3 separate regions of the Mus musculus genome follow, and all the other regions are linked to region 2. The links are chromatin contacts, called in public HiChIP or PLAC-seq maps. All regions are on one chromosome and are shown on one strand. Each heading gives the region's core, a stretch centred on a gene start, on an enhancer-like site or on the middle of the called end of the contact. The rest is flanking DNA. Distances are from core to core; before and after follow the strand shown. Region 1 holds the start of Stox1 (storkhead box 1). Region 2 overlaps Pbld2 (phenazine biosynthesis-like protein domain containing 2). Region 3 has its middle 19 kb from the start of Dnajc12.

Region 1 (4,174 bases), core at 34-2,533, 320 kb after region 2:
GGCAGGGGGTGGGGGCAGGAGACTTCCTGGAAGCTCTTAGGTCGGTACCATGGTACACACACATACACACCCCAGCACTTAGGCATGGCCATTCACAGGCAGGCAGGGTGGCACACATGCATGCTATTGATACAATTGTCTCCAAGATGCTTGGGGACAGATAGCCCATTTTTTTCAGATGCTGGCACACTTGGATCTACTTGAGGAGCCAAGTTGGAGATGGGTCCCACACAATTCACTCAACTCATAGCCACCCCTTTTACACACATCCTGAAGTCAAGTGTGATGTTTTTTGCGTGTGAAACCACAGTAGTACTTAAAAAAAAATTCTTAGAGCATCTGGGATTTGGGGATTAGAGATATCAATCTACAATAGTTAATTTAACAGAGAGTTGTGAAACTGGGCTATTGTTATTAATAACATCTGTGATTGATGGATAGGGGTATGGATTATCTCATTATGGTAGTTATAAAGGTGGTGTAGTTAAAAATAAAAACGGTTGCACAAGCAAGAGGAACATGAGTTTGAGACCAGCCTGGGAGACATATGTTGACCCTGTCTCTCTCTGTGCCCACCCCTGATTATTATATCGATATTATGGATGGTAAGTCTGAAATGACCCCTCAGGTCTTGCCGAAGCACCTTGCTCTTTATAGTATTGAGTTCATAGTTAAGTCTAATGTCTATCCTGCCCGGTTTCCTTATTCCAATAGATCTTTATCCTCAGGGACCCAGGGCCTCAATTCCGGCCCAGCCTGTTTGTCCTTATCGCTCTGCGACGCCGGCCATAGTCTGCAGGGGCAGATCTCGGCCTTTCCTTTGGGGTTCTTGGGGCATGATCGAGTGCAGCGTCAGAATCCCCAGGCCCTAACCAGGGTGGGGCCCCAGGCTTTTGCTACCGCCTCTCGCTCGCTAACCCTGCTTTCCTCAAAATTCTCAAAAGAAGGGGATACACTAGGGGAGGAGACAGACCCTGGAACTTCAGAAAACCATGGATGAGAGGGTCCTCAGAGTCCTCTGCTGCGAGATGAGGAACCTGGCCAGGTCCAAACCCAGAGACGCCAGAGAACTAGCCTGAGAGGTCAGGAACGGAGCAGAGGCTCAAACCTGGGTCACCTCCCACGCGCGACCTGGGTCCTCCGGGCACTGCGGGTGGGCGATGCCACCGGCTCTTCTGGTTGCTGTGGGAACCGGGAGTGACAGCGACGCCCTAGAAAGCCCCGCCCCACCCCGGCCCCGCCCCCCTCAGAGGGCTCCCGGGGCAGCCGAGGTGGGCTCAGTGATCTCGAGTCCCGCGAGCGGGCGGCATGGCGCGGCCCGTGCAGCTGGCACCGGGTTCGCTGGCGTTGGTGCTGAGCCCGCGGGAGGCCGGGCAGGCGGCGGGGGAGCCGGGCGGTCGCGCGCTCTTCCGCGCCTTCCGCCGCGCCAACGCGCGCTGCTTCTGGAACGCACGGCTGGCGCGCGCCGCCTCGCGGCTGGCCTTTCTCGGCTGGCTGCGGCGCGGGGTGCTGCTGGTGCGCGCGCCCCAGCCCTGTGTGCAGGTGCTGCGGGATGCGTGGCGTCGCCGAGCCCTGCGGCCGCCCCGAGGCTTCCGCATCACCGCGGTGGGTGAGTGTGGGGCGGAGGTCGCCAGCGCCCGGGGTCATAGCAACAGGTCCCGGGAGCGCGCGGGTTCCTGGTGTTAGGGGAGGGGGCACTTTAGGAAAAGTGAGGCTCGGGTCCGAAAGAGGATCCGATTGCTCCTTCCTTCCTTCCTTCCTTCCTTCCTTCCTTCCTTCCTTCCTTCTTAGCTTCCCTTTCTTTTTCCTTCCGTCTTTCCTTTCCTTTTTCCTATCTTTTCCTTCCCTTTCCTTTTTCCGTCCGTCTTTCCTTTTCTTTTCTTTCTCCATTCCTTTCCCTTCCCCTTTCCTTAACTTTGCCATCCTTTCCTTTTTCCTTTCCTTTTTTTCCCCTTTTCTTTCCCTCCCCTCCCCTCCCCTCAGCTCCCCTCCCCTCAACTCCCCTTCCCTTCCCAGTACCTGGTGTTCCTGTCCTGCTTGTCTTGGATGGAGGAGTGGTCTTAGGTCGCTCAACTTTCAGAAGTTTTTTGGGGGGGGGGCGGGATCGTCCTTAACTGGTGGGGAAAAGAAACAGATGGTGCTGTAGACACATCACACATCATTCACCAAACAGAGAAAGTTCCACCTCCCAGTCTTTTCGGACTAACCCATTTGTTTCTCGGTTGAGAAACTGAACCGCTGCACCAGTGGGGTGGTTACTGACACAGGCCACTAACCTCTGGCAACTGTGTCAGCTCCCAGTAACAGCTGGTTCTGTCCTCATTCTGTCTGTGGGGGCTGTGGGACCATTCGATGGTTTGGTGGTGACAAGAAGCCAGTTGTTTCAAGGAACCTCTCCATCATAGTCTGGTTCTCCTCCTCCTCCTCCTCCTCCTCCTCCTCCTCCTCCTCCTCCTCCTCCTCCTCCTCCTCCTCCTTCCCCCATCCCCAGAGAAGCACCAGCAAAACAAATTTGTTTTACTCCCTGGGGTAAGGGTCAGGGCAACGGGAGACACCTGATGCTGTGTGTGGTCTTGTCCAGGAATAGTGACCTCCTCTGGCCTGAACCTGGGAAGGCCTCTAAACTTCATGCCATCTGCAACCACCCACCCCCAGCCTGTCCCCATATTTCTTTGATTAAGAAGAGAGATGGAGCCCGGCATGGTGGCGCACACCTTTTATCCCGGCACTTGGGAGGCAGAGGCAGGCAGATTTCTGAGTTTGAGGCCAGCCTGGTTTACAAAGTGAGTTCCAGGACAGCCAGGGCTATACAGAGAAACCCTGTCTCAAAAAACAAACAAAACAAAACAAAACAAAAAACAACAAAGAAACAAACAAACAAAAAACAAGAAGAGAGATGGTTGCCAGACTACATAGATAGGGTCTCATCTCCTTTCCCATGCAGGAATGTCAAAAGAATGGTTTCCGGGTTCTGAAACAGGGAGCCAGGTACCCAAAGTTGGAATCTTCTGCAGACAGGCTGGATTTTGAAAAAAGGGGCTTTCAGTTGCGTCCTGGGCTTCTCTGGTTTGAATTAGTGGTTACATTCTCCTGTCTCCTGACTCCTTCCAAAGGGTGAGTATACTGTGTACTGCAGAGAGGGAATTGGATGCAGTGTGTGTGTGTGTGTGTGTGTGTGTGTGTGTGTGTGTGTGTGTGGTGTCTAGACCCCAGGGCTGAAGTAAGAGAGGCTTTATGTAACATCTGAGGCAGCCATTGTAGCCCAGGGAGCCGTGGTGTATGCTGGTTGTAGGCATAGAAAGGTGAGCTGGCTATTAATCCTTTCTATCATTGCTACACCTGAGCAGTGCCCACGGACACAAAAAGATTTGGCAAAAATCCTCTATGTTTATTTATATCTGGGTGTGCGTGCCTTGATACATATTCAGCAGTTGACTGACAGCTCTTTGGAGTCTGTTCTCTCCTTCCACCGTGTAGAGCTCAGGAATTGAACTCAGGTTTTAGTAACAAGAGAAAAACATAACAGGTTTATTTTAAAATTTTAAACATAATTTAAAGGTTTTTTTTTTTTTAAAAAAAAAGAATAAATGTTTATGTGGTGTGGGAGGGGCACACGTGTGCTCTGATGTGTGTATGAGAATCCAGGGGACAGCTTAGAGGGGGTCAGGTCTCTCCTTTCTCCATGTGGGTCCTGGGGATTGAACTCAGGTAACCAAGCTTGGTAGCAGGCATCTCTATGCACCGAGCTGTCTCACCGGCTCTCTTTATGTGATGTGGGAACCTTTGGAAATGATCCAAGGGCTCAGAAGAAATTGCCTGTTTCTATGTCCATCTTTGGTAAAGGATGGATGGCCAAGAAGAAATTGACGAAGATAGACCTACATGATCACATTCTTCTTTTGACTCTGTGTAGCGTCTTCCTTCTGCTGAGGCAGGATCTCTCTGGAGTGGGGATGTTTCTTCAGTGGATATATTTTTAAGATGTATTATTTTATATGTGTGTGAGCCTGAGTGTGTGCTAACGCGTCTTGTGCATGCCGATACCCACCGAGGCCAGAAGAGGAGTCAGATGCCCCGGAACTGGAGTTACAGCTGGTAGTGGGCCGCCATGTGGGTGTGAGGACTGAAACCTGGATCCTCTGAAAGAGTAGCTGGTGCTCTTAGTCACTGAGAC
Region 2 (4,202 bases), core at 1,658-4,157:
CTCTGGACAGAGGAGGGGTCAAAGGTCAGGAAAATAAGTGTGATTGTGTTTTCTGGGGATTCATTGCTGTTTGTGTTTGGTGGTGGTGGTGGTGGTCATATAGTATAGTGTGTGTGTGTGTGTGTGTGTGTGTTACTGTGGAATGAACCCAGAGAGTCACACATGCAAGTTCCTCCCACTAAGCTATCTCCCCAGTTATCCTAGGTCTTTTTCATCTTTGACTGATGTCTCTCTGGCCAGTGGGGCTGGCCTTGAATCCTCGCTGTGGCCCAGAAAGGCTGTGAAGTTTTAATCCTCTCTCCTCAGCCTCCTGAACAACTGGACAACTTCACCAGCTAAACTTGTCTTCATTCTTCTTCTGTACCCCACACACAAAATCATTTTCTCATCCTGATCAGGTTTTATGACCAGAAAGAAAAGTGTCTCCCTAATACTTGGTCCTCAGCTAGTTGTACTGTTTTGGGGAGAGACATAGTTAACTGGGTCACAGGTGAAAGGGCTCACATGGGGGATTTTAAGAGGGACACTAAGACAGATTGTTCAGGAATTAGGAGTTGATTCTAAAGAATTGTTACCTTTTAGAGTTTGGGGGTGGTTTTATAGTAAAAGCCTTCCCAGGAAGGAGACAGGAAGTCTGCTACTTAAGGACTCACAATGACTCAGTAAGGTGCCTGTCAGTGTCTTGGGAGGAAAAGGACTTCTGCCCGTACTGTGGTCTGAGCAGTGGCTACGGTTCTAACATGACATCCTTACAAAGGGCCACGGGCCTCGGAGGGTTATAACGTGGCCAGCATCTGAGCCAAGGTTGTTGCTTCCTCTCTAAGTTCCGTGTTACTAGTGCAAGCTCTTAAAATCATGGTCCATGCCACCATGGCCACTGTGATGGTCCGTATCCCCTGTACCATGAGCCAAAACTTGCTTCTGTCAGATATTTTATTGCAGCAACAGAGAGGAAATTAATATACCAGATAACATGGTTGAGAGGGCTTGGCTAACTCACAACTGCATCTCCTGCCAGGCACAGACTCCCTCAAGAACCTAAGGACAGTTGAGTCTGTAGAAGACACTACTGGGTCTCCTCCCGCCATAGCCCTACCTCCACCTCTAGCTCCTTGCACCAGCTTTGTCTTATTCTTCACCTCTAGGTCCATGTCTAGCATCTACCTTCCTCAATGGTGAGTCACAACCTCTCTCGTAACTGAATGGAGATGTTGCAAACAATGTGTCAATAATACAGGGCCTCTGAACACCCAGCAATCAAAACTTAATTCAAAATCGTATGTGTAGTGAATAAAAAGCATTTCTGGCTGTGCTCACTTATGTTGTGGCATGGCATCACGGCCAACTTGTGACAAGCACACTTTCATCCCGCATGCCTCTGCTCCTCACACCAATGAAACACGTAGGCTAGATCTGAGACTATGGCAGATTATAAATTGCACCATTTCTACTACACATACCATGTGTTTCTCTTACAGAAACATAAGTTTAATTACCGAGAGCAAAGATGTTTCATATTTTTCAGTGGTCATTTGTCAGCATATAAGTATCAATTCAGTATCTCTTTGAATTTATATTACAATGTTTGATTTTATTTTCTATTTTCAGAAAAACAAGCAAACAAACAAACATTATGCTGGGCAGTGGTGGCGCATGCCTTTAATCCCAGCACTTGGGAGGCAGAGGCAGGCGGATTTCTGAGTTCGAGGCCAGCCTGGTCTACAGAGTGAGTTCCAGGGCAGCCAGGGCTACACAGAAAAACCAAAATAAATAAATAAATAAATAAATAAATAAATAAATAAATAAATATGTGTGAGTGTTTTGCCTGCATGTATGTCTGTGCACCACATGTGCACATTGCCCCCAGCAGCCATAAATTTCCTGGGTTACAAAGGATTTGTGAACCACCATATGGTTTCTGGGAATTGAACTCAGGACCTCTGGAAGAGCAGCCGGTGCTCTTAACCACTGAGCCACCTCTCCAGCCCCTAAAATGTTTGACTTTTAAAATTACTCTTTGAGTTTTAGCTACATGACTCGGCGGCTAAGGGCACCTTCTGACAAGACAAATATGTGGAGTTCAGCACCTCAGTCCACATAATGGAAGGAGAGATCAGACTCCTGAAAATGATGCTCTGAGCTCTACATGTACACTGTGGTATTTGTTTGTGCATACATAAACATTGATTAATTAATTAATTAATTAAAATATAATAAAAATTGTTTCAGGACTCTAAAGCCCTTTTCTGTTCTCTACAGGCATGGCCCATACATGATATACAGATAAACATGCAGGCAAAACCACTTATACTCATAAAAATAAATGGAAAAATTGGCAGGCTCCTAAGAAGGAAGGTCCAGGGCATCAGAGATAAAGAAGATAGAACATTAGTCTTGCATAAGCTATGTCCTATGCCAAGCAAGCTTAATTAAAAAGTATATAACCTTATATACTAGTTCAAGAGGTAGGGGATAGGACAAAGTCAACGGAAACTGTCATACAATGGGGTGAAGTCATCGGGGAGCTAAAGAGACATAGGGTGAACATGGGTTCTCTCCAGAGCATCAGAGACAGAGCACACAGTAACCTAGGGATTGACAACTGTAGCCTGTACAGTGGGAAGAGTTGGGTCCTTGGGATCTGAAGCCACAGCTCCCCCAAGGCCCTTACCAGCTCCAGGCTATTACCAGCTCTGCCAACCATATTCCAGGTTTTAGAGAAGGAGCTGTGTTCTATATAGCAGAGGCTCCACATATCAGAGCCTCAGGGAGAGCCTTAGATCAGTCTAGCCTTCAACAACAACAGCAGCAGCAGCAAAAGCAATTGTTTTTAGTTGCTGTTTGAGGAGCTGGGTGTGGTGGCTCACAGCTACAACCGAAGCACCAGGAGACAGAGGTCAGAAGACTGAAAGTCTAAGTCCCTCCCACCAGGCCCAAGTACCAAGTTCCAGGCCAAACAGAGTTAGGTAGGAAGAGCCTGTTTTTTTTTTTTTTTTTTTTTTTGAGACAGGGTTTCTCTGTACAGCCCTGGCTGTCCTGGAACTCACTTTGTAGACCAGGCTGGCCTCGAACTCAGAAATCCACCTGCCTCTGCCTCCCGAGTGCTGGGATTAAAGGCGTGCGCCACCACGCCCGGCTGTTTTGTTTTTTTAAAACAGAGGATATGGCTCAGTTGGTAGAATGCTTGCCTAACATTCATGGAGCTGGGGTTCAATCCCCAGCTCTGCATAAAAGGTTTGCATTATGGAAAGCCTGTAATACCAAGACTTGGGCGAGGAAAGGAACTAAGAGCAGAGTTCAAGGTCAGCCTGGAATAAGAGACCCAGTCTCAAAAAAAAAGTATGACTTTAAGATCTACTAAAGGCTAGGTAGCAGATGCCTATCTAACCAGCCACTTCTGCTGTTGCTAATGGTACAAGGAAACTTCCTCATGCCTGAGTTGACTGCATAGTCTGTTATGTTCTGTGTTTTGCTGTTCCTGGAAGCCAATCACAATCTTCATTTTCCAGACATTACACTATATGCCAAGTCCATTCTGGCCATGCAAATCCCTCTGCCACATGTAAATAAATGAAGTTATTAAAAGAAATTCATGGGACTAAGCCATGGTGGTACATGCTATAATTGTAATACAAGGAGCCTGAATTTTAAGGCCACCATCATCTACATAGGAAACTCAATGCCAGCCTCAGCTAAATGAAACCCTATCACAAAGCAAACAAACAGCCGGGGCCTAGCAAACACATAAGTAGATGCTCACAGTCAGCTATTGGATGGATCACAGGGCCCCCAATGGAGGAGCTAGAGAAAGTACCCAAGGAGCTAAAGGGATCTGAAACCCTGTAGGTGCAACAACATTATGAACTAGCCAGTACCCCGGAGCTCTTGACTCTAGCTGCATATGTATCAAAAGATGGCCTAGTCGGCCATCACTGGAAAGAGAGGCCCATTAAACACGCAAACTTTATATGCCCCAGTACAGGGGACCGCCAGGGCCAAAAAGTGGGAGTTGGTGGGTAGGGGAGTGGGGGGGAGGGTATGGGGGACTTTTGGGATAGCTTTGGAAATGTAATTGAGGAAAATACGTAATAAAAAAATATATAATAAAAAAAGCAAACAAACAAACAACAATAAATAAACAAATAAGCAAAGTCCACCTTACTTCTTTTTTGAAACAGCACAGCTGCAGAAGCCAGCGTGGC
Region 3 (4,059 bases), core at 1,348-3,847, 320 kb before region 2:
TTGTAGGTAAAGGAGCTGGCTGTTAAGGCTGAGGACTTGAGTTTAATCCCTGAGACCCACAAAATAAAGGAGAGAACCAATCCCCACAAACTATCCTTGACTTCCACATCTGTTCCATACCCTCCCCCTCCCACACATATATATACACAGAGTTTTACAAAAACAAAAACAAAAATGAATGAATGAATGAATGAAATAAAGATACTGTGGTGGTTTGAATAGGAATGGCCCTTATAGGTTTATATATTTAATGCTTAGGGAGTGAAATTACGAGATGTGGCCTTGTTGGAGGAAGTGTGCCACTGGGGGTGGGCAATGCTCAAGCTAGGGCCAGTGTCTGTCTGTCTCTCTCCCTCTCTCGGCTGCCTATAGATCCAGATGTAGGACTCTCCGTTCTTCCTCCAGCTCCATGTCTGCCTGCTTACCCCCGTGCTTTTCCCACTGTGATGACAATAGACCAAACCTCTGAGGTGTACGCCAGCCCCAGTTAAATGCTTTCCTTTATAAGAGCTGCTGTGGCCATGGTGTCTGTAAGAATACTAGTATATGTTCACTGAATATCGATTTTGAAATAATTCAAAACTTTAAGCCTGTCTTAGTTAGGGTTTCCATTGCTGAGAAGACATACTGTGACCAAGGCAACTCTTATAAAGGACAACATTTAATTGGGGCTGGCTTACAGGTTTAGAGGTTCAGTCCGTTATCATCATGGTGGGAAGCATGGCAGCATCCAGGCAGACTTGGTGCTGGAGGAGCCAAGAGTTCTACATCTTGATCTGAAAGCAGCCAGGAAAAGACTGCCTTCTAGGCAACTAGGGGGAGGGTCTCAAAGCCCACCCCCACAGTGACACACTTCCTCCAACAAGGCTACACCTACACCAACAAGGCCATTCCCTGGGCCAAGCCTATACAAACCACCACAGTGTCTCTTCACAGCAATAGAGCACTGATTGAGACAGATATGAAGGCAGAGGATATAGCTCAGTAGGGTGTTCCTAACATACTGGTTCAGTCCCCAGTATGGGAACAAACAAAACTGTCAAGTGCTACGGGCAGAGGGCCAACACAGTGGTAGAGAAGTTCCCTCGCATGTGCAATGCCCTGAGTCAATCAATAAGAGCTGGAGAACAGGGCAGAGCTGGCACATGCCTTTAGTTCCAGCATTGGTGAATTCCAGAATTCCAGGCTAGCTGATTCTATAAGACCCTATCTCCAATATCGTGTGTGTGTGTGTGTGTGTGTGTGTGTGTGTATGTATGAAATATAATTTGGCAAAGGGGTACATGGCAAGGCCCATGCCAAGGTGTGGCCCCTGAGTAATTACATCATGCAACAGATCAGGTATAAAGGGGGTTTACTGGGGGAAGGGAAAGGAGTGAGGGTCTGGGAAGACGGGAAGAGGCAGACAAGTGGACATGTAGACAGGCAGGCAGACAGACAGGAAGCAGACAGAGAGCCATGAGGGCAGAGAAGGAAAGAAGAGGTCAAGAGAGAATGCCGGGAACAGAGAAAGACACAGAGAGAGAAAACGGGGAAACTGAAAGGGCTGGGGTGGTAGGCAGTCCATTTATAGGCAGCCCATAACCTAGCAGCCGCAGATGACTTAAGTTGTTGCTAGGTCCCTGAGAGGAGTCTAATGGAATGGTCTGTAAGTTAACACGCCAACACACACACAGTGTTAAAAAATAACTTTCGCTTAGACATGGTAATACGTGCCAAAACTCTAAGCACCCAGGAGGCTGAGACAGAAGGGTCACAAGTTTCAGGTCAGCCCGCAGCTACCCAGCAAGTTCCAAAACAGACTGAGAAACATAGCAAGACTCTGACCAAAAATCAAGAAAGTCCACTCTGATTGCAGTTAAGGGAAGCAGTTTTCAGAGTTGAAATTACCTAATACTGAGGTTAAAGAAATTGTTGTCAAGAAGTTAGGAGCGTCCTCATGGGTACCAGTGTCCATGAGGAGGCCTTGGATCCCTTGGCATCAAACACTGTTTTCAGGAAGCGCACGGGCCAGTTCAGTGGCCTCTCACAGCTGGGTAGCACTTTCTTAGTTCCTACAGAGTTAGTGTTCGGCGGCGGGAGGGGGGTGGGGGGGGTGGGGGGTGGGGGGGGTGGTATCAATTAACAAAGAAATCTGAAACCTTCACAAGCCTCTGTGTACTAAACACTCCAAACATCAGTTTGACCTACTGTCCCGCCATGTCCTTGAGGACTCGCGATTTAAACCGCTTTGGCAGATAAAACAGAGTACGACAGTTCTCTTAAGGCAATGAGCATTTGCCAGGAAAACAACAGGTGGGTATCCCAACCACTTCCAAAAGCATCCTTCGCCTTCCACTGAAATCGGTGAAGCCACTTGAAATAGTGAGCCCGGGAGACCCCATCCCTAGAACCTCTAAGCCTTCTGAAACAGGGCTTCAGATTTTAATGAAGAGCTGAAGTTGGAAATCACTACATGCCACGTCATATCCAGAGAGTCCATCCTTCTGTCTTTACAGTGGCTGCTCATGAATCAAACAGTTCTTCACCTCCCGCAGCAAGACTCTACACCCCAGGTTTCGAGGTGCGTGGTGAAGGGAGGTGTGCTGTGCGCGGCCCCTCGGTAGCGCCCTGGGTCTCCTTATGATTGGCTCTGTGACGATGTGTCTTCCACATCTAGCTCTCTTTGGTCTGAAAGGGAATAAGTGAGTGAATGAATGAATGAATGAATGAATGAATGAGGGTAGGGCAGGAGCCCCTTTGTCTCCTCCTCCTTTTGTCCTGAGGCTATACTGGTGAGTAGGAAAACTGAAAATCCAAATTTTGTTAAAGGTGTGCTGGATCTGTATTCCTATCCCAGGCAAGGCAAAGCCAGCTGAGCCTTCCATTGTTTTGCTGGTTAAAGCTGTTTTAAGTTTTGACACACACACTTCTCCATTAGTCTCCCTTGTTCAGGATCTTTCTGGGACTGACTGGTACTGTAGCCGTTAGTATTCTAATGCTAATTTGGGTCCCCTAAGTTAGTTGACTTGAGAGGGTAACTCCTAGCTTCTGGGAAACTGCCCCAGTTAATTCTGATTGGTAAATAAAGATGCCAGCAGCCAATAGCTGGGGAGAAGAGAGGAAGAGGCAGGATTTAAGGTTCCTGGGCTTGGGACCTGGAGGAAGCAGGAGGGAAGAAGAGAGACTCGCTCTGCCTCAGGAGTGTGCAGAACAGAGACAAGAGCAGCCATGGGGTAGGGAAGCAAGGCGAGCCTTGGGTTCCGGGCCAAGAAAACGTGGCCCAGAGGGCTGACTAATTGGAATTAGGAGCAGCGAAGATGGAGCATAGAGATTAGAAGTAGTAACTCAGAGTTAGGCAGTTGCCCGGCTATTGTGTTATTTAAGGCATATTAAAATATAAAGGCGGTGTGTGTGTCTTTCATCTGGGAACATAAATGGTCTAAGGTGGGAAGGACCTCGCGCCAGGATTTATTAAAAATATTACTATTGGGCTGGAAAGATGGCTCAGCGGTTAAGAGCACTGACTGCTCTTCCAAAGGTCCTGACTGAGTTCAAAATCCCAGTAACCGCTGGGGGGGGGGGGGGGGGCGCACACCTTTAATCCCAGCTCTTGGGAGGCAGAGGCAGGCGGATTTCTGAGTTCGAGGCCAGCCTGGTCTACAGAGTGAGTTCTAGGACAGCCAGGGCTACACAGAAAAATCCTGTCTTAAAAAAAAAAAAAATCCCAGCAACGAGGCTGGAGAGATGGCTCAGTATTTAACAGCACGACTGCTCTTCTGAAGGTCCTGAGTTCAGATCTGACGTCCTCTTCTGGTGTGCCTGACAACAGCTACAGTGTACTTCATAGAATAAATAAATCTTTAAACAATATATTACTACTACAACATACACCAGGTGTAAGAAGTACACATCATCAGAATGTTTGTTGTCCACCTGTTGAAGGGCCAGGCTCTCTGCTATGGACTAGGGATACCAGATAAGTCAAGCCCAGAATGTATGTGGTATCTCTATAGTCCAGGTGGTCTTGAACTTGCTAGGGTACCTAGGCTGGTCTCTAACTCTCTGTCCTAGGATTAC

What was found. HiChIP or PLAC-seq counts read pairs in DNA pulled down with a chosen protein or histone mark.
Region 1: a contact with region 2 is called in an H3K4me3 HiChIP or PLAC-seq map of embryonic stem cells, with 2.9 times the contacts expected there. The contact joins the promoter of Stox1 here to the enhancer-like site in region 2. A contact is called at or near these places in 11 of 39 promoter capture datasets (the HPC-7 cell line, cranial neural crest, embryonic stem cells and 8 more) and 1 of 115 datasets of contacts at active chromatin or transcription factors (embryonic stem cells).
Region 3: a contact with region 2 is called in an H3K27ac HiChIP or PLAC-seq map of embryonic stem cells, with 4 times the contacts expected there. The contact joins two enhancer-like sites. A contact is called at or near these places in 2 of 15 datasets of contacts at CTCF or cohesin (large pre-B cells and pro-B cells), 19 of 484 Hi-C or Micro-C datasets (the C10 cell line, the C2C12 cell line, MC3T3-E1-derived osteoblasts and 11 more) and 2 of 115 datasets of contacts at active chromatin or transcription factors (both in embryonic stem cells).

Annotation. Positions count from the first base shown.
Region 1 is chr10:62,723,203-62,727,376 of GRCm38.p6, reverse strand. Stox1 (storkhead box 1) reads left to right here and starts at 1,283. Exons shown (of 4, transcript NM_001033260.2): 1 at 1,283-1,609. The coding sequence starts at 1,309.
Region 2 is chr10:63,048,001-63,052,202 of GRCm38.p6, reverse strand. It overlaps Pbld2 (phenazine biosynthesis-like protein domain containing 2), which reads right to left. Exons shown (of 10, transcript NM_026085.2): 4 at 4,163-4,202; 5 at 1-2. Among named protein-coding and RNA genes, the nearest start is that of Gm16143, 7.4 kb to the left of the region's middle. Within about 2 kb of position 2,907, at least 14 of the 459 cell types and tissues checked have an H3K27ac peak or open chromatin away from gene starts, as enhancers often do. A contact at or near this core is called in embryonic stem cells and liver, where this site is marked.
Region 3 is chr10:63,365,234-63,369,292 of GRCm38.p6, reverse strand. No RefSeq gene overlaps it. Among named protein-coding and RNA genes, the nearest start is that of Dnajc12, 19 kb to the left of the region's middle. Within about 2 kb of position 2,597, at least 14 of the 459 cell types and tissues checked have an H3K27ac peak or open chromatin away from gene starts, as enhancers often do. A contact at or near this core is called in embryonic stem cells, where this site is marked.